Regions from separate parts of the Mus musculus genome. Here all the other regions are linked to region 2. A link is a contact called in public Hi-C, HiCAR-type, HiChIP or PLAC-seq and promoter capture Hi-C data. All regions are on one chromosome and are shown on one strand. The core of a region is the stretch at or near the end of the contact, and the rest is flanking DNA. Distances in the headings are between cores, read along the strand shown. Region 1 holds the start of Chst12 (carbohydrate sulfotransferase 12). Region 2 holds the start of Wipi2 (WD repeat domain, phosphoinositide interacting 2). Region 3 holds the start of Smurf1 (SMAD specific E3 ubiquitin protein ligase 1). Region 4 holds the start of Trrap (transformation/transcription domain-associated protein). Region 5 holds the start of Grifin (galectin-related inter-fiber protein). Region 6 holds the start of Eif3b (eukaryotic translation initiation factor 3, subunit B). Region 7 holds the start of Mad1l1 (MAD1 mitotic arrest deficient 1-like 1).

Region 1 (2,700 bases), core at 46-2,545, 2.1 Mb before region 2:
AATGAAATGAGGTCATGGGATAGTCCTGATCTTGTCTGGCTGTGCCCTTATGAAAATGGAAATCTGGGCTGAAGTACGCAAAAGGGAGGTAAAGAGAAGGGCTGGAAGATGCTCCTGCAGGGCTCTCTGCAAGAACCAGCCTGCTTGCTACCTCAACTCCTGGCATCTGGCCTGCAGAACCCTAGGAAAAGAGCTGTCCATAGTTGAGGCTGGGTCTGTGTTACAGTTAGAGCAGCCTGAGCAGGTCACACGCACACATGGCAACCCAGGGGACTCAGCTGTAGGTTTTGAATCCTAGTTAGTAAGATGGGATCATCTGCCACCAGAATATAATAAATCTTCCTAGGTTCTGTCCTCTGCCATTCTGTGTCATACTGCTACAGAAAGAGGCTTCTAACCCTAGGCACTGGGAGAGCCCGTTGGCTCGGAACCAGTCCCCTGCTTTGGGAAGGCAGCTCAGTGCTGGGATGTTAAGTGTGCGTCACCACGCTAGCTTTCTTTTGCAGGTGCATGTGTGCACCTCATGTGTGATATGTGGGACTCAGAGGACAACCTCAGGCACCTTCCAACTTCTGTTTGAGACAGAGCTTCTCTTTTGTCTGAAACTTCACCATATAGAGAGGGCTAGGGAGCCAGCAAGCTCCAGACTCTCTCTCTGCCTCCCGGTCTTGCCATACAGGCAAGCACCACGGAGCCTGGCTCACGAGCATGGGCTGTTCACAGGTTCTGTGGATCTGACCACAGTTTCTCACCTTTGTGAGGCGAGCACCTCATTTACCCACTGAATCCTCTCCCCATACCTTGTTTGTTTGTTTGTTTGTTTGTTTTTGAGACAGGCTCTCATTAAGTACGGCTAACCTGGAACTTCCTATCCTACTGCCTCAGCCCCTCCCGTTCCTCCCTCCCCCCTGCCAAGTAGCTGCGGTGACAGCTTGCACCATGCCTGGCTCTCACTAAGAGCTTTACCTGCATGGTCTCTCTTAAGCCCCATAAACTCTGACAGGATTGTCAGCTTGCACAGCCCACGTTGCAAGTTCAAACTGCGAGACAGGCAACGCCCCTTGAGATCAGCCACGCCCCCACTCCGGATTGGTTGCTGCAAAAGGGGCGGGACGCTCAGGGATGGTGGGTGGGACCAATCTCTGGCCGTAAATAAGGTGCCACATGGCACTGGCTGGCGAGGGCAGGAACGGGGAGAAGTGCGCAAGCGCATCCAGAACGGGCGTAGTCCCGCTCGTTAGCTCTCGCGAGAGGATGGAGGGAGGTCTGCCTGGGGGCGGAGCCGCGCCTCGGGCGGGGCTGCTAGCGGGAGGAGGCGATTTCGGCTGCAGAATCAGCATCACCAGCAACAGCAGCAGCGGCGGTGACTGTGGCGGGCGCTAGGTGAGGAGCGCAGGCTCGAGCAGAGCGAGGGGTGCGTAGGAGTCCCGAGTCCTAGGGTGGGGCGATGGTCCATGGTTTGGCGATGCAGATTGGTACCTCCTTCTGCCTGGCTTAGGCAGCTCCCACGTGGTCCCGGGTTCGAATCCCAGTTCTGTCCAGCTGGCTGTGTAACCTTAGCCAAGCGTGCACCTTCTCTGAGCCATCTTCTTGTGCAGCCCTGCAGAATGCGTGGAGGAAGGTGTGGCCACTTGGCCGACCTCCTTTGCAGTAGTAGCGGCTGGCTCGGAGGTTGGGAAAACACCTTCCCAGTTTTGCCTCTGGCTGTTTGGGTGTCCAGGCGAGAAAGCAATTGTTCAGAGACTGTTGTGCTGCAGTGTCCCGGCCAGACCTTGCAGGAGGCTGTCTCCGAAGCCAGGTTTTGTACCGAGCAAGCACTGGCCCCACATCTCACCCCAGTCTACTGAGCATCCTCCTGCCCTGTGCATTGCTGCGGGTGCCCCCAGCAGCAGCCTCATGCCTGGTGGGCCACAGGAAGCCGCGCATTAGTGGCTAACAGTAGGACCTATCTTCTCTTTGGGCTTCTGGCCACGAAGACATCGCTGGCAGACCTTGGGTTCCTTCCGCACATCCGCCTAGCTGTCGCACAGAGAGCTGTAATGTTTGCACCCTTCTTAAATTATTTATTTTATAATCCCACGCTGCGCTGGGAGCCCCGGAATTGAGTGGGAATGTCACCCTCGGGGGAGAACGGGGCTGTGAGCCTTCCATTGCTGGGACAGCACCGTGTGGCTCCAGCCTAGGTAACATGAGTTAGGGCCCTGTTTCCGGGTGTGAAGGAGAGAAAAAAGATTGTTGGGAAACTGCTATGTGCTGGGTATGATACTGCAACTTCGCGAGTTGCCTAAGGTGGAGCGAGTTGCCTAAGGTGGAGCGTGGTGCCAGTTCTTGTGAGCTTAGGCAAGAAGATTGCTGTGAGTTTGAGGGCAGCCTGGGCCGCATAGTGAGGTTCAGGCCAGCCTGGGCTACAGGGTAAGACTCAGACTTAAAACAAAACAACACAAAAATTACAAAAGGGCCTGCCTGTACCTTCATGTTTAATTTCCTTGCTAGGATCTGGGGCTGAGCTTGCTTGTACCCGTATTGTCATGTCGCTTTCGTGGGTCTGCATCTTCAGTTTCCTGCTGTAAGGGCAAACCACCATATTGGGTGGAATGCTGGGAACCATGGGCCCTGGGTAGCTCAGGTCGTCCTGGTTCAGGGCCACTTGAGTGCCAAGTGTATGAAAGACGTTTGCGGTATGCAAAGAGAATGCCAGGA
Region 2 (2,703 bases), core at 160-2,659:
ACTCACAGTGGAATATACCAGACCTGTGCAAGCTAAGCCAGGCAAGATGTATGTATAAGAGAGATGGGCATGAAGCCTCACACCTAGCTAAGCTGTTGTTAACTGGTAGCTGCTGGGAACGGGGAATCAATTTCCTTCAAGGGTATGTATGATCTCCGATAGGTCTTCCAGTGGAAGACCATATCCAAAACTATATAGGCAACACAAAATGGAATTGGTGGGTTTAAAAAAGAAAGACTGAAAAAAAAAAAGACATAAAGTTGGGTGGGTAGGGAAGAAGAGTGGATCTGGGTGGTGGTGAGGTTGAATATGATCAAAATGCTTTGCATGAAATTCTTAAAGAATTCATTAAAAAAAAAAAAAAGAAAAGCTGGGAATCGTAGCACATTTAATTCCAGCACCAGAGGGCAGAGGACGGAGGGCAGATGGCCGAGGGCAGTATATTTCTATGCATTGAAGATTAAGATGGTGAGTTCCAGAAGAGCCAAGGTCTCCAAAGGCTAAAGCAAACCATTTTAAAGGCTACTTTAAACAAGCGTGGTGGTGCAGCTCCATAATCTTTTAAGAGGTAAAGGCAGGAAGACCGGGAATTCAAGGTCAACCTCAGCTACAGAGTCCAAAGCTAGCCTAAGATAGATGAGCCCCGATCCAAAGACAACAAACAAAACAAAAACACGAAACAGGAAGGGTGGGAAAGTGTGCGCCATCTTTTCCTCAACAACTTTGCCATCTTTGCCCCTCTGGCTGTACTAACAAAGTTCGACTTTGCTCCCCGCTTAACTGTCCTCAAGGACAGCACACTGCTCTTGGGAACTACCAGCCTCTTGCCTAGAGGTTCAGTTCTAACAGCACAGAACAAGTCTCTCTCTTCTCCAGGACCTTCGCCACCAGAACATTTCTATCTCCTTGAAGGGAAGAAGAGAAAGGAAAGAAGGGAAGCAGCGGGAAGGAGAGAAAGGTGCTTCCCATAGACTGTTGCACGGACCAATACATTTAAAGTAGAATCCTGTCCCAAGGACCGTGACCGCACGCGCCTTTCCAGTCTCAGACCCAACATTTGGCAAATCGTTTGCAGTTCTGCGCCTCGCTTTTCAAATCTGCAAAACGGACGTGCGACATTCTCTTCGAGCAACGCGGTGCGCCAAAGTTCCTAGAACAATGATCAACGACTCAGGACCAACGAGGTAACTCGCCGTTCTCAGACAGCAAGCCCCCGCCCACTCTCCGCCACGCGCAGGCGCACCCACCAGCGCACCTTTATGCATGCGCAGTCGACCGGAAACACCCGCGGATGCCTGCGGCGAAGAGGCGGGGCCTACGCAGCGGGCCTGCGCGGAACGCCGCCGTGCGACGCGAGGGTGGGCGGGACCGCGCAAGCGCGCAGCCCGTCCCGGCTCTGGAGCATAAACAAGAGTGGGGACGGGATGAGGCGGCAGTTGGTCCCCGCGCAGCGAGAGGCGGCGAGCGGGGCGACCTGCCGGACCGGACGTCGATCCTGAGTGTAGCGTGCTCCCGCGGGCCGCCCGAGTCGAGCTGCGCGCGCTCCCGCCAAGGGGGGTCCGAGGCCGTCGCGCGCTCGCAGCCATGAACCTGGCGAGCCAGAGCGGAGAGGCCGGCGCCGGCCAGCTGCTGTTCGCCAACTTCAACCAGGATAACACGTAAGGCCGGGCGCGGACGCGGGGCCGGGGCAGAGACCAGGGCTGGTCAGGTTGAGGGGTATGGGCGGGGGGCGTGCTGAGCCCGCGCGGCCGCTCGAGCGCTGCTGCCTCCTGGGCCGGGGGAGGTGATGGAACTCGGGGTGCCCCCATCCACCTGTCCTGAGACCTGGCCTTTCGCAAAGTTAGGAAGGAACTGTGCACGCCGGTTTGCGCCTGTCACCCGGACTCGGTTTTGCGGCCATCCTGGGCATCGCCCGCCTCCCCCTTTCTATACATCTGTATCCTCACTGCTTCTGTCGCTTTTCATGGCTTTTCTTTTTCTGTTTGCTTATTTCTTCTCTGCCGACCTTTCTGGCAAGTAACTTTGGTCTCCTCCAAAAAAGGACCAAACGGCAGTAGTAATCCAGGCCTTCGATCTGAGACTTTATCCTCAAGGGGTCTGGGAGCTTCAAAAGGGGGTGAGGTGGGCTATTCCTGGGGTAAAAAAGAACCTTCGTACCGGTCCACTGTTTTACCGGACTGAACTCCTGTAGTTCCCCATCTGGTTCTTCAAGGCTGCCTCGTTGGCATACCTGGAAGGTAGGTAATAGATGAGGTTTCTGATGAAGGATGGATGAGTTATGGGACTGGAAGGGAGAAGAGCCATCTTGGGAAGTGAGTAAGAGGAAGTGATGTAAGAGGAGGAGGAATGGGTCACTTGGCATCACACTAAGTAGTTGGTCGCTACTGGCACAATAGCATTAGCAAGGCAGGGACTGAGGCTTTTGTTTTTCCTCACTTAAAAGTTAGATTGGAGAATGGCAAGTACCTGTGTGGAGGGAGGTGCAACAGGTGCTCAGTTGGACCTTTAGACGAGCTCAAGAAGGAGGTGCTGTCCTGAAATTGGGACCAGCCACAAATGAGACTGTGAAGTTCAGAAAGGGCTAGAGTCTGTCAGGATCTTAAAGTTGGCTAATAGTGGGATGGGGCAGGCTTGGGTTCTCATCCCCTGAGGTTGCTCTCCTGGTGTTCTTTCCGTTGTAACACACTGGGTCTTTTCTACATT
Region 3 (2,816 bases), core at 83-2,582, 2.3 Mb after region 2:
GGTAGAAGGAGGATGAGAGTGAAGAGATGGATGATGAAAATGTGAGGTAGGGGTGGAAAGAGCGGTGGAGGTGCAGCGAGGGGGCGGGATCTACATGAAGTTGAAAGGTGTGTGGCTATGTACAAGGCCTGAAGAAAAGCAGGCAGGGGGGTAGGTGTGGATCAGAGGGTGCTGGGGCGGTGTCAAGAGAGGACACTAGAGGGGACCGGTGGAGGGCCCCGAGGGGTGGTACCTATATGCAGCTGAGGGTAGGTGTGGGGCAGAAAGGAGAGGGGGGGGGGGAGTCCTGTAGTGGAGGAGCTAGGGGGCGGGACCTGATCCAGAAGGGTAAAGTTAGGGGCAGAGGGAGAAAGCTAGGGGGCGTGGCCCATATGCAACTGATGGTAGGTGTGGGCAGATAGAGTAGTGTGGGCAGGGGGGGATAGGCAAGAACCTGAAGAGAAAGGAGCCAGAGGCGGGGCCAAGAGAATCAGCCACAGGGGTGGAATCTATGATAGAGGGATGAACAGCAAGCCAGGCTTAATGCAGAAAAGGCAGCTGCCTGGGCCTGCAGAGCAAGCAGGGGGCGGGGAATGATGCAGAGGGAGGAGCCATAGGGCGGGTCGCCAAAGCTACAAAGTAGTCAAGGGGTGGAGCCTGTGAGGGGGAGGGGGAGTCTGCAGAAGAGTCGAGGGCTGAGCCTAGTTAAGGGGGCGAGTCTGCAGATCGGAGAGGCGTGGCTTGATGCAGAGGGAGGGCGGGGCTGCCGCAGCGGGGCGTGTCCTGATGTGCCAGGGGCGGGCCCTGATGCAGAGGGAGGGGACGGGGCGGCAGGGGCGGCGCCTGCAGAGCACCCGGGGGGCGGGGCCGGGAGCGCGAGCGAGGGGCGCACGCCGTAGGGGGTGCAGCGGTCCCGGGACAACGGCCGGTGCAAGGGGGGGGGGGGGGGAGGGGGCGGGGCGGGAGTCCGCAGGGTCCCTGGGACAGTCTAGGGGCGCGAGGGCCGCGGCCCTGTCGTGCCTACCTGTCAGACGGATCTTGATGCTGGAGCCGTTCCTACGGGTCCCGGGGTTCGACATCTCCCGCCAGCGGCCGGCCGGCCTCGGATCCAGTGCCGCCGCCCCCCAGCCCGGCCCGGCCCGGCCCCGCCGCCGCCTCAAGGTTACGGCCACGGGCTGGGCGCCGGGGTCCGAGCCGGGACGCCGAGTGCGCGGCGCAGGCGTTGGGCCGGAGACCACGGGCTGGAACCGTAGAACCGAGCGCTCGGCCGCGCCGCCGCCAGGAGCCGCCCCTGGCTGGCCCAGCCCGGAGCCGCCGCGCTCGCAGCCGGACGCCCGCCGCCCTCGCTGCTTCCGCCGCCGCCTCCCGAGCTGCGCGCGCCCGCCGCCTTGCCGGCCCGGCCCTGCGCGGCCTCGCGCTTGCGTGTGTGCGTGCGTGCGCGCGCCCGAGCACGGCGCTACGCGGACCGCGCTTGTCCTGGGCGCGCGCAAGGGGGTCTGGGGGAGCTGCAAGGTTCCTGCAGCCGGCGGGGAGCCTTGAAACAGACACCACCGTGGCCACCACCGCCCCACACACGTAGACGACACACACGCACACACAAGCGGCGCAGTCGGAGCTGGTTCTTAGTCACAATCTCAGAACCAACTGATTTGCTTGTGCGACGATTTGGGGGAACCGATTGTTTCTTCAGTGTCGGACTTTTCAAAGCTCCTGATGGAAGCCAGGGTGTTGCATGAAACCCCAAGAACCGTGCGCGCGTGCGCGCGTGGGTACACACTAGATCCTGCAAGTTCCAAGGGAAGACTTCCCGCAGTGATCGAGTGTCGGATGTGCCCTGTGCAACTGGTGTATTCGATTGACAAAGTGGCTAGACTCAGAGGAAGTGCGGCATATGGACCAGCTAAACAAGATGAAGGATGTAAATGGAGAGGTGGTGGTTTTGTGGATAGGAACCTGCATGCAACTGAACTAACCCAGAGAAGTAAGCAGTCGGGTTTTCGAGTCCCTGCCTTCTGATGAACCCACCCCCAAACCCCCAGAGTGTCAGGCCGGTAAAAAGTAAAAGCCGGGCTTTCTTTCCCCAGCAAGCAAACCAATCTCTATGGTAACGCATTCTAGAGAGGAAATAAAAGGTTCTTGAAAAGGCTGCGTATATTTACCAAACTCCCATCCGACCTGAACTTAATTCACTTCATGGGCAGACTCTATGGTTCTTCCTTAGAACCAGCTACCCACAGCGTTTGACCACCCTCTTTGGAGACAGGGGCTCATCTGTAGCTGAGGCTGACCTCAAAACTGTGATTCCCCCTACTCAGCCTCCGGAGCGCAGGGATTACAGGCTTGTACCTGTTCTTGTCCTAGGCAGTTTGGTTTTATGAGCCTGTGCAGCCCAGACTATTTAATAATGGAGGGAAAATATCTTAAGAATAGGATCGTGTATGGGCAACGGTTAATCCAGACTCTAACTCTGCTTCCATTTCTAAGCCGTTGTCGCTGAGAGCGAGACCCTAGGTTGGAATAAATCCATTTAGGAGTCTTTGATTGGTGTTGGGAGAATAGCACCATTGGTAAGGTGTTCGATGGTGCAAGCACAAGAAGCTAAGTTTTGTGAGGCTTTTTTTTAGATATTTCTGTTACCTATATAGGAGTGTTTTGTGTGCGTGTTTGTATGTGTGCATCACAAGGTGCTGGATCTGGAGCGGGTGTTTGTGAGCCACCGTGTGGGTGCTGGGAACTGAACTTAGGTCCTCTGGAAGAGCAACGTGTGCTCCTAACTGTTCAGCATCTCTCCAGCCCCACGGTACAGGTGTGCTGGTGAGTTTGAGTGATCCCAGCCC
Region 4 (2,700 bases), core at 72-2,571, 2.1 Mb after region 2:
GCCCCCCCCCCCCCCCCCCCCCCCAGTGCTGTGATTAAAGTCTTGCAGGAACTACTTCACTCTCAGGCGGCTGATCAGCAATAGAGCGCTGGCCTAGTGGATGTGAAGCCCTAAGTTCAACACCCAGCATTGCTGGAAGAGGAAAAATAAAATCTCAGGGAAGGAAGTCCAGCCCTGAAGGCCACACATACACACACACACACACACACACACACACACACACACAGCTGGCCTAGTGGATGTGAAGCCCTAAGTTCAACACCCAGCATTGCTGGAAGAGGAAAAATAAAATCTCAGGGAAGGAAGTCCAGCCCTGAAGGCCACACATACACACACACACACACACACACACACACACACACACACACACACACACACACAGTGAACCAACTGGAGAGGTATTTCGGGTGTCAATCACCCTTCAGTCTGGTTCCTGCGAGGAAAAGGGACACGGGGTTGGGTGTGGAGGCGATGACGAATCTTGAAGCTGCAGCAGCCCAGAGCCCCACCGGCCTAGGTGCTCAGCAGATAGGTCACCCAGGCGATGATTTAAAAGGACAGCACGCCCACCCAAGGCGGCAGACCGCCCCTCCCTGCCCCGCTGCCCGCCCAGGCCGCACCCACTTGGGGGCGGTGCGCCCGAGCTTAGTTCTGGTGGGCGGACGCCGCGGCTTTAAGCCGGGGCGGGACTGAGCGAGGAGCAGCAGCGGCGTCGGCGGCGAGAGTTCTTGGGGACTCGGGCCCGGATGCTGGGGGCTAGTCGGCAGGTCCCGGTAAGCGCAAGGGAGGGCGGGTGAACGGTCCCGGGAGATGCACGCGCGTGCGTGTCTCAGGCGTGGGAGAGAGTCGGTGCAGCACGACGGCTCCACGGAGAAGTGGAGAAGGCTGTCCCTGCTTGACCGAGGTCCTTCCGGCCCCCCAGGAGCCCTCCTAAACTAGATCAGCCACACTGCAGCATTTAGTCCTCCGCGGCGCCGGGCTGCGCTGGAGCGGATGGAGGGACGCGCAGCGCTAGCGGCCGCGGAGGTTGGCCCTCGGCGCTTGCCGTAGCTCAGCGGCCTGCTGGGGGGCAGTCGCTGAGAGTCCCGGGAAGGATCGGCGACAAAAGGAGGGAACCCGAAGGCCGTTTGCGACGCGAAGGGATTGAGTGAGGAGTCGAGGGGGCTGCGGCACCCCACCAAAGCCATCCTGGCATCTGCGGGCCTCCACGCAGGCTCCTGGCTCTCTGGGCCAGACGCTGAGAGTGAAGGTAGCGGCGGCTACGGCGCCCCCTGGCGGCCCGGAGGCGCGTTGTCCAGCCAGCCGGGCGTCGTGGGCGGGGCGGACCCGATGGAGGACGGCGGGCTGTGGGGCCGTTTGCCTTTTCCTTACCTGGGTGGGGACTCCGTGGGCTCGAGGGCATCCAGGCCTGAATCCATATCCTCTCGAAAAGCTCAGAACCTCCTTCCAGAATCCACAGGCGGATAGGGTAGCCCCCTGCTTTCAGGTTCTTGGCCCAGGGAGAAGCTAGGCCTGGTCCCTGGGAGGATCGGGTGGGAGCTCGGAAGTGGCACTTTTACTGAGTGGCTTATAAAAAGGAGATTAAGTGTCGCAAAAGTTTGCGCAGATGATTGGGCTATAGCTCAGAGGGTAGAGTGTCCCCCTAGCACACCAAACCCTGGGTTCGATTCCCCAGAACCTCCTAGCCCTGGGGTGATGGTACACAGGCCTGTCAGGGGTCGGGGCTGGAAGCTCAACAATCAAGGCCAACCGTACATCTACATCAGCCTGCTCCTCCTACCCGAGCTACACAACACCGCCTCCACAGCAGAAAAGCTAGATAAAAAGTTTGGCCAGGATTAGGGCTTCTGTTTTGTTCTTAAGAATGCCTTGACCCTGAGTCTAGTTAATAGTCGGTGAGTATGAGGGACCTCCAGTGTTTGAAGGAGGAACTCTGATAGGAAAAGCAAGAGTTTGCCAAGTCACGGTAGCAAGGCTGATAGTATCCTTAGCTTTTCTCTTCTCTCCCTAGGAACAGGGTCTCTGGTATTATGTAGGCCTGGCTGGTCTAGAACTCACAGAGATCCACAGAGTCCTGGGGTTAAAGGCGTGCACTGGCACACTCAGCTTTTTATTTTTTAAGCATTTGCTTGTTTGTGTATGTGTGTTCGGCATGCATGTGGAGCTAAGAGGTCAGCCTGTGGGACTCAGTTCTCCCCCTCCACCCTGTGGTCACATATCAAGATAGGTCTCCAGGTTTGGCTCCAAGCGCTTTACCTTATGAGCCAGGAGTCAACGTTCCTGTTTTCCAAGTCACTGTGGTGCTTTTAAAGTATGCTTTGGGGCCGGTGAGTTGGTTCAGTGGGTAAAGGTTGCTTGCTGCCAAGCCCGATGACCCGAGTTCAATCCCTGAGACCCACACGGTGGATGGAAGGAACAGACGTCCCACAAGTGGTCCCCTGACTTCCTCATGTGCTGTGTGGCACACACCTTCTTCCACCCCAGTTAAGAAAATGTAATGATAAAAAGCATGCTTTGTGTTTTGTGCCTCGACTGTAGATAAGATCCACAGTCTTTGAGGTAATGCTTAGGAGAATAGTTTATTATTTATACAATACTGGGGGATAAAACCCAGGACAAGGCTCTACCATGATGTAGTGTGTATATTTTCCCAAGGTCTCAGGTAACCCTGACTAGCCTAAAATTCACTATGTACAACAG
Region 5 (2,700 bases), core at 201-2,700, 2.1 Mb before region 2:
TGGCCAGCGGTCGGTGCCGATGTGGGAACTGGAGCACCTTTTGTTCCTGGGCATAAATGTGGAAGTGTTCTGCGTCTGCACTCACCTCCATCTGAGGGGAAGGGAAAGTGTGTGTGTGTGGGGGGTGTCTCTGGGCCCCAACCACAGAAGCCTTCTTGGCTGTCAGCAATCTCTCCAGGCTCCACCCAACAGCAGCCAAGTGTGAGCCAGGACTATTCATTCAGCTTGGCTCCTCTTTGTCTCTCTGTCTCTGTCTCTCCCTCTCTCCCTCTCTTCTCTCTCTTCTCCACGTGTTCTCAGCCAGCCTCTACCTTTCTTCCTCTTTCTGTCTTCTCTCCTCTGTCTTTCTGTCCTTCTCTGCCCCCTTTTCTCTGCCACTATCCCCTTTCCACGTTGCCTTCCTTTCCCTCCAATAAACTTCATTTTGTACTAGGCCTGTTGCACGGTGCTGATTCCTCGGGGGGGGGGGGGGGGACGGGGACGACGACACATTGGCCTGGCCCACCAAGGTGCTCATTGGCCTGGCCCACCAAGGTGCTCCCTCCTGCCGCATTTTATAAAACACAACCCTGGCTACTTGGCAAAGCATGGTGTGGACCACCTGGTCCTGAGTTCCTAGCTGGGGATCCCTCTTTTCACCAAGAGAAGGTGGTTAGTAGCCAGAGAGAGAGAGACACCCTGTGAACAAACTCCGTGAAAGGAGGCCACTCGGCCCAGCAGGGTGCACCAGCCCATGCATTTATCCTCCGCAGTCCCTGTCTTCACGGGTCCTAGGTGTCCCACCCCACCTCTCCTTCCTCCCACAGACCCCATCACCTCAAAGGGCTCTCCCAGAGTCAGTGGGAATATGCTGGACACCTCCTCCTGCCCCCACCGTCCTCCCTGGAAAGCATTGCCCACCACCGTGGCGCTGGAGAATCGAGGTTTGACGTGGAAGGCGATGTCTCCGGCGTCTGTTAAGAAGTTGATCTCGAACCTATGGGTGGAGAGTGTGATTAGGGTCAGGAGTGTGGCTGGAGGGTCCCGACCCCAGCGAGGGAGGCTCTTACTTCTCTTCTCCAGCATCTGCATGTCCCTGGACAGTCAGGCTCCAGCCAGGGGCCAGACCCCCTGCACAGAAGGCTTCGAACTGAAGGCAAAACACAGGGGACAGAGCCCCAGAGGGCTGCAACCTCCTTCCTCCCCATCAAGTGTGCTGTTTATTCAGGGACACCGGCTCCCACCAAGCCCAAGCCTCTACTTCCATGTTGCTCTGGGTGTGGTGGTCCAACCTTACCCCCACAGCCTCTCTGCTTGGGGGCTGAGGAGAAGCTATAAACATTCCCAGCTCTATAGTGGAGTAGGTGGCCCCACCAGGCGCCCACCCCCCCACTCCACTTCCTTCTCCAGCATTTGCAACCTCCCTGGGCTGTGGATCTTACCCACCTGCAGTGTCATTGCCCTCAGCCACTGGGTGTGGGGATGAGGCAGCTGGAGATATAGCAGAGCCCGCTGGGGCGGGGCATGGGGGCCCCACCTCTAGGGGCCTTGTCTGGGTCACATGGACCTCTGTGCCCCATTTTTCCTCCCCCCTCAGGCTAACCCTGCTGGAGAGGGGGCTGGGTACATGGCTTAGTGGCAGCGCTCTTGCCCTGGGTTCATCAGTGAATACACTGGTCCTTTCAACATACTTCCCCAGGTCTACCTAGCTCTGCCACCAGCACTATTCAGGGTCTTGTGCACATCTGGGGATACATCACCCATCTTTGTAGGGAGGGTGTAACCAGGGCCCCCCCCAACTCCCATACTCCAGAGCCTCACACTGACCCCATCGGTCTCAAAGAGTGAAGAAAGTGTGTCCTCCTATAGAACCCTGGCTGACCTTATGACCTCAGTCTGACCATCCATCAACTGTCTACCATACTGGGAATGTGTCCCTGATCCAGTCCCCTTCCATCCCAGGGCTGCCCCGCTGCAGTGGCTCAGTGGCCTCAAGGGGATGAATGGGGATTAGGCCTGGCTCTGCTCAGCACATTCCAGTGTCCAGTCTACAGATGGGGAGGGCCTTTCCCACACCCCCACGCCTCTCCTGGCCGGCTGCCTCTTGGGCTGAGCCAATGAGAAGGATCCACTGGGGCCCTCGAGGCCACCTCAAGGATGGAGGAGAGAAGCCCAAGTCTGTGGGGGCGGTTATGGGGGCCTCTGGGACTCTCTGAAGGGGGAAGTTGGGTCACAGTGTAGCTGTGGTGGGGGCCCAGAGCCTTGGGGGTAAAGCCTGCAGATGAGTGTGTAACAAGCACGTGTCTCCTTTTCTCCTGTCCCCGTGGGTCCCCTCTGCCACCGTTCTTCTCTCCAGGCCCTGGCAGGGCTGAGCCTCTGGCCTGCTTTGCCTCTTCCCAGATACCGCTGCACGGATGGACACAGTCTGGCAGGGAGCTATGGGTACCAAGGTCAAGCAGGACACAGAGATGGCTCACTAGCATGGCAGGGTTGGCTGAGCCTGCAGGGGGCAGCCCAGAGCAACAGAGATTCCCTGGGGTGAGCCTGCTGGACCTGCCTGGCTGGGTGCAGAGTCTGCAGACCCCACATGCTCACCTTCCTGGAGGGCCATGGGGAAGAAGTACCATCAGTAAGTGCTTGCTGCGCAAGTAGGGGGATCTGAGTTTGATGCCCAGCACTTGTGCAAGGCACAGAACACAGTGGTCTGTGCTGGGGTCTCCA
Region 6 (2,761 bases), core at 111-2,610, 2.2 Mb before region 2:
GTCTTTATATCGCACAGGCTGGCATGATCTTTCTGCCTCAGTCTCCCCAGTGCTGGGATTCCAAGTCTATGCTTCCTGGTCAACTAACAGGTCCTTTAAAAAAAAAAAAAAAGGAAAGTTTTGTTTGTTTTTTCTTAGGAATGATCTGGGACCAGAGAGGTGACTCAACTGTTTTTGTTGTTGTTTTGTCTTTTAAATTAGGCTCAACAGTTCAGAGCATTGCCTGCTCTTCTAGAGAGCCTGGGTTCTATTGCCAGCAACGACATGCGGTTCATAATTGTCTACTCTAAGTCCTGCGCGTGATACGATGCCTTCTTTCGGCCTCCGCTTGTACACGGTGCACAGACAGACTTGCTGGCAGAACACTGATACGCATAAAAAAAAATTCGAGTTAAGAGATGGTTGTAAACTACCATATGGGTACTGAGAGCGAAACTTGTGTTCTTAAGCTCTTAGTCCCCTCAACTAGTTCTTATTAAGATTTTCGAAACTTTGAACTGGAAGTATCAAAAATCTTGACTATCTTTTCAAGCAAACCACTCTTGGGGTCCCCCTGGTCACTCCACGAAGGTTCCGTCCCGTCCACCCCACGCTGGCCCACGTGATCGCGCTCTCCCGCGCGTGAAGACCGCAGTCACCGGCAGACAGAATCACAGTGACTTTCACGTCTGGGGCCAACGCTAAATTGCGAGCCGCTGCAGTGAGGATGGCCATTGAGATTAAAGCCGCTCATCACACGACTCTGCATTGTGCGGGCAGTCATTCTTGTGTGTGTTGGCGGCCCCTGGTTGTCGGCGAGCTCCTCGCGTAATTTTGGAACCCTTCGTTCTTTTGCCCCGTCAGTGGACCGGTCTAAAATGCAAGACCTTACGGGGGAGCGAAGCCAGTCATGTCAGTCAAGCAGTCTGTCTGATTAAAAGCAAAGCTTACAAAGAATCATGTGTGGAGCTTTCAGTTGTCTTGGCATTATTTTATGGTCACATATTTTGTCTTCATACAGTTACGCGTGTTAATCATTTGAGAATCCACTTGATGCTCCCCAGATAGTACAGTCCTTCCCCGTAGCGCCCGCTGGGAGAGGCAAAGGAACTTCTACCATCTTGGACGCAACTATTTCTTAGCTAGAATGGGGGAGCCACATATCCTTGTGAATTTATTTGCTACCTTAAAAAACCTTTTGGGCTATAAATAAACTTGCATATCTTGAAACTTATTATTTTAATTGTTTCTAGATTTTTATGCATATCTGAGTTTTCTCGGGCTGATCGTGAGGAATGAGGGCGTGGGTGTCTCCCCCGAGCCACATCTTGGTACGATCCCATCGCTGCACGCACATGGCTCCGCGCTAGCGGCGCGCGGTGACTTCTGGGAGTCGGAAGCAGGGCGGCCGAGCCGGGTGAGAAGCAGCGCGGGCCCATGCAGGACGCTGAGAACGTGGCGGTGCCCGAGGCGGCCGAGGAGCGGGCTGAGCCCGCGAGGCAGCAGCCGGCCTCCGAGTCGCCGCCGACGGACGAGGCGGCAGGGTCTGGGGGGTCCGAAGTGGGGCAGACGGAAGACGCCGAAGAAGACGCCGAGGCCGGACCGGAGCCCGAAGTGAGGGCCAAGCCGGCGGCCCAATCCGAAGAGGAAACGGCGACGAGTCCGGCCGCCTCGCCCACGCCGCAGTCGGCGGAGCGGTCCCCGTCGCAGGAGCCCTCTGCTCCCGGGAAGGCAGAGGCCGTTGGCGAGCAGGCCCGGGGGCACCCCTCGGCTGGAGCGGAGGAGGAGGGCGGGTCTGATGGGAGCGCGGCTGAGGCGGAGCCGCGGGCTCTGGAGAACGGAGAGGCAGATGAGCCCTCCTTCAGCGACCCCGAGGATTTCGTAGACGACGTGAGCGAGGAAGGTAAGGGCGATCGTGTCCCCGGCCAGGGCGCGAGGTCTCCCGGTTACAACGATCTTGTTTCCTCTACAGTGGGGGACCATTTGGGGAGTCCGTTTCTGCGGCAAGCCCTTGCACCTGGGGGTTGGTGGAGGGCAGGACGAACAGGACTATCTGGGGGCATTCCAGTTTCCTGGCCAAGGGTTTCCAGGGTTGACCAGTTGCTGTGTTCCCAATGGTTTCCGTAGTAAGGCATTGCCATCGGACCCAAGCACATTACCAACCTGCTTCCTTTTACTAGGTCGGTACCCTGGACCATTGCTTTTTCACATTGTTCGTTTGGCCGCTTACTTCATGATTTCTTCTATGGTGACTGGCTTTTTAAAGGCATTGTTTCTGTCTACCTGCACAGGAGCCAGATTCCTAAAATCTTTTTTGACAGTTGATAGCATGTGTTCCTCTGCCGTTTCAACTTCACTTGAGCCAGTTCCTTCATGTGTTGGTGTGGCTAATACCAAGGGCCAAAGGGCCTAAGAACACCACTTTTTTTTTTTTTTTTTTAAACGAGACAGGGCCTCTCTATGTAGTTCAGGCTGAAATTGAACTCTTGGTTCTTCTCAGTTTTCACGGTGCTGGTCCTACAGACATGTACTCCCAAACAATTGCTTTTGAACTACCATGAAAATTCAGCGCCCCAATATAGTTGTCAACTTAGAACTTACAATATTTCAAGAGGTCGTCATTTGATGTCACCATTGTTTGACTTAATCCTTTTGTATGTTTGTGGGGGTTGTTTTGTTTTGTTGTGAAACAGGGTCTGGCATGGTCCAGGCTGGCCAGCTCTTTATGAAGCTGAAGCTGTCTTTGATCCCCATCCTTCTGCCTCCACTTTCAGATTGCCAG
Region 7 (2,700 bases), core at 98-2,597, 2.3 Mb before region 2:
GGGGTAACTTTGCAGAAATTTCTTCTGAATTTCCCACTTACAAGAACCGTGGTGTGCACCCCAATTACACATATGACAAAGCGAAGCTAGTGGCCAGGTGGACAACAGGCACAGTGGGAGAAGTGGGCCTTTGCTCACCAAGACACACTTTCTGTCCTCCCTCTTCGGACCAACACAAGAACTCTGCCATTAACACACAAGAATGAAGGGCTGCGGTTTCAGAAGCCACGACACCACACAGGTAACTAAAGCGCCACCTCAAGTTGTACCCTCTCCACAAGAACCCTGAACTTCCAGACAGCAGACTTTCCAGGACACCAGCTGCTCTGGATGGCTCCTGAGTTAACAGGGACACACACACCTTCTTTCTGGTTTCAGCCAAGGGACAGCCTGAGAACCTAGCACTTGGTGACACAGGTCTGTCATCCCAGGTACTCAGAAGGCTGAGACAAATTCAAGGGCTGGTGGCAAGTTCAAGATCAGCCCGGAAAACTTGGGAAGCCCCATCACAGAATAAAAATTAAGAAGAAAAAGTAAGGATTGGGCTGAGGAGGCAGCAGAGTAGGTGACTGCTTAGCGTACTGCTCTGCGAGAATGGGGACTGAAAACAACTCAATCTGTAAAGGCACTTTAGGGCAAGACAAGACAAGCAAGGTTCCATCTTTAGGACCCATATGGAAGAAGAAGAGAATTAAGTTATCCTCCAACCTCGACAGGAAGCCTGGTATATATATGCAAACACACACAAATCAATTAATTAGCCGATTAATTAATTTTTAAAAGGACTGGGGACATAGCTCAGTGGTAGAATGCATAAGTTCCTTGGTCAATCAACAGTACTGCCAAAAACAAACAGACAGACAGACAGACAGACAGACACACACACACACACACACACACACACAGTGGGCCTGACATGCGACTCAGCGCTCACCGGGGCTTGCCACCAAGACTGGTCAACCTGAGTTCGATCCCTGGGACCTACAAAATAACCGACTCCAACCCCGGGAGCCCTTCAGCCCACAGTGGGCCACGCTGTCCCCTCCGCCCCCGCCCCCGTCCCGGTCCCGGTCCAGGCCCGCCACCCCAGGCTCTGCAGCGGGACACCGGGGTGGGAGACCGTCCAGAGCGGCCCCGGGAGGGAGACACGGGGGACCCGGCAAAGGGAAGGCGCGCGACAGGACCGACTCAGAATGCATGCGTGTCGATGGCAGCAGACAGCTCCCTCCCGTGGCCTCGTTACGGTCGGGCAGGGCGCGAGGCGCCTGGGGCGCTCGCAGATCCCGCCACCGGGTCCCTTACCTCAGTTGAGGAGCCCGGTGCTGCAGCAGCCGCTCAGATCTCCCTCCTCTCCGCCGGTGTCTATATATCGCGAGACTTCCGCCGGGGTCTCGCGAGATCTGAGAAAACGGCCCGTAAAGAATTAAATATGTGCTCCACGGGCGTAGCCTGAGAACAAACCGCAGTCCCGCCAGGGGACCCGGAACCAAACTGGGCCCGGCTGCCTGTCCCGCAGGGCGCTCTTCCACTGCCCCGGGGTGCGCCGTAATGTATGGAATAGCACCGCGCAGGAGGAAAGGTTTGTTTGTTTTTGTTTTTGAGACAATGTTTCTCTGTGTAGCCTCGAACTCACAAAGATCCACCCGTGCCTGCCTCTGCCTCCCTGGAATTAAAGGCTTGCCGCACAACTGCTGGGCACGCTCGGAAAGGGAACAAAGTTTTGGAAAGTTGCGTTGCCTCTGAATCTTGCCACTTTGTATACACAGGTTGTTTTGTTTGGGCACTGTTTTGATTGGTTAGCTTGTTTCACTTTCTTTCTTTTGTGAATGAGAAGTCCTGGGAAGAAGTCCTTCACGTTGCGGGTCCAGAGCCTGATGAAATTTGTCTAGGGGCTATGTCTTTAGCCTCCTTCCTACCCGTTGCTTTCCTGCCTCTGCGTCAGCTCTAACGTGTTGTGACTAATGAATAAAAACCTCTTGGAATAAATTAAAACCCGGTTTCTACCAACCAAAATCCCCCGGACAGCATCAGAAGCATATAGCTGGTATTTCTCTTTGGTGTAACTGCCTACTTAAATCTTCCAACAGGCCGGTTTTTTATGTTTTATTATTTTATTTTGTGTATGGGTGTTTCATGTGCATGCATGATGTCCATAGAGACCAGATGAGGTCAGCAGAGCCTCTGGAACGGGAGTTAGATGTCTGTGAGCCAACATGTGTGTGCTGAGCACTGAACCTGGTGATCTTAACCTGAGCCATTTCTCTGGCCCACCACCAATGGCTTGGTTTGCTTTGGTTGTTTGGTTGTTTTTGTTTTGGGTTTTTTAAATAATTTTATTTATTGATATTAATAAATAATATTAATAAATAATAAACAATTTATTTATTTAATACATTTGAGTACACTATAGCTGTCTTCAGACACTCCAGAAGAGGGAGTCAGACCTCATTACGGATGGTTGTGAGCCACCATGTGGTTGCTGGGATTTGAACTCAGGACCTTTGGAAGAGCAGTCAGTACTCTTAACGGCTGAGCCATCTCTCTAGCCCCTTGTTTGGGGTTTTTTTAAGACAGGGTTTCCCTGTGTAGCCCTGGCTGTCCTGGAACTCAAGGCTAGCCTCAAACTTACAGAGACCCACCTGCCTCTGCCCGCCTCCCAAGTGCTAAGAATAAAGGAGTGTACCACCTGGCCCCCACCAA

Evidence for each region. Promoter capture Hi-C pulls out the DNA fragments that hold promoters and counts their contacts. Hi-C and Micro-C count contacts between places; a contact is called where the count stands out from the background. HiCAR-type assays count read pairs that join an accessible place to other places. HiChIP or PLAC-seq counts read pairs in DNA pulled down with a chosen protein or histone mark.
Region 1: a contact with region 2 is called in a promoter capture Hi-C map of pre-B cells, with 4 times the contacts expected there. The contact joins the promoter of Chst12 here to the promoter of Wipi2 in region 2. A contact is called at or near these places in 4 of 39 promoter capture datasets (the 3T3-L1 cell line, embryonic stem cells, liver and 1 more), 2 of 484 Hi-C or Micro-C datasets (CD4 T cells and embryonic stem cells) and 2 of 115 datasets of contacts at active chromatin or transcription factors (astrocytes and extraembryonic endoderm stem cells).
Region 3: a Hi-C map of B cells shows a contact between it and region 2, with 6 read pairs. The contact joins the promoter of Smurf1 here to the promoter of Wipi2 in region 2. A contact is called at or near these places in 1 of 484 Hi-C or Micro-C datasets (B cells) and 2 of 9 other capture datasets (adipose tissue and liver).
Region 4: an H3K27ac HiChIP or PLAC-seq map of thymic regulatory T cells shows a contact between it and region 2, with 10 times the contacts expected there. The contact joins the promoter of Trrap here to the promoter of Wipi2 in region 2. A contact is called at or near these places in 2 of 39 promoter capture datasets (liver and pre-B cells), 1 of 484 Hi-C or Micro-C datasets (CD4 T cells) and 1 of 115 datasets of contacts at active chromatin or transcription factors (thymic regulatory T cells).
Region 5: a HiCAR-type map of astrocytes shows a contact between it and region 2, with 9 times the contacts expected there. The contact joins the promoter of Grifin here to the promoter of Wipi2 in region 2. A contact is called at or near these places in 1 of 39 promoter capture datasets (pre-B cells) and 1 of 115 datasets of contacts at active chromatin or transcription factors (astrocytes).
Region 6: a contact with region 2 is called in a Hi-C map of B cells, with 7 read pairs. The contact joins the promoter of Eif3b here to the promoter of Wipi2 in region 2. A contact is called at or near these places in 1 of 39 promoter capture datasets (pre-B cells), 1 of 484 Hi-C or Micro-C datasets (B cells) and 1 of 9 other capture datasets (liver).
Region 7: a promoter capture Hi-C map of liver shows a contact between it and region 2, with 6 times the contacts expected there. The contact joins the promoter of Mad1l1 here to the promoter of Wipi2 in region 2. A contact is called at or near these places in 2 of 39 promoter capture datasets (liver and pre-B cells) and 1 of 9 other capture datasets (adipose tissue).

What each region holds. Positions count from the first base shown.
Region 1 is chr5:140,504,314-140,507,013 of GRCm38.p6, forward strand. Chst12 (carbohydrate sulfotransferase 12) reads left to right here and starts at 1,296. Exons shown (of 2, transcript NM_021528.3): 1 at 1,296-1,383. All of the region lies in intron 4 of Gm38728 (a long non-coding RNA gene), which reads right to left.
Region 2 is chr5:142,628,175-142,630,877 of GRCm38.p6, forward strand. Wipi2 (WD repeat domain, phosphoinositide interacting 2) reads left to right here and starts at 1,410. Exons shown (of 12, transcript NM_178398.4): 1 at 1,410-1,658. The coding sequence starts at 1,585.
Region 3 is chr5:144,964,498-144,967,313 of GRCm38.p6, forward strand. It overlaps Smurf1 (SMAD specific E3 ubiquitin protein ligase 1), which reads right to left and starts at 1,333. Exons shown (of 18, transcript NM_001038627.1): 1 at 1,004-1,333. The coding sequence starts at 1,058.
Region 4 is chr5:144,767,473-144,770,172 of GRCm38.p6, forward strand. Trrap (transformation/transcription domain-associated protein) reads left to right here and starts at 1,322. Exons shown (of 71, transcript NM_001081362.2): 1 at 1,322-1,375.
Region 5 is chr5:140,563,617-140,566,316 of GRCm38.p6, forward strand. It overlaps Grifin (galectin-related inter-fiber protein), which reads right to left and starts at 1,451. Exons shown (of 5, transcript NM_030022.1): 1 at 1,426-1,451; 2 at 1,050-1,129; 3 at 817-976; 4 at 1-91. The coding sequence starts at 1,437.
Region 6 is chr5:140,417,945-140,420,705 of GRCm38.p6, forward strand. Eif3b (eukaryotic translation initiation factor 3, subunit B) reads left to right here and starts at 1,361. Exons shown (of 19, transcript NM_133916.2): 1 at 1,361-1,882. The coding sequence starts at 1,417.
Region 7 is chr5:140,320,205-140,322,904 of GRCm38.p6, forward strand. Mad1l1 (MAD1 mitotic arrest deficient 1-like 1) reads right to left here and starts at 1,348. Exons shown (of 18, transcript NM_010752.3): 1 at 1,303-1,348. It also overlaps a transcript of Nudt1 not described here.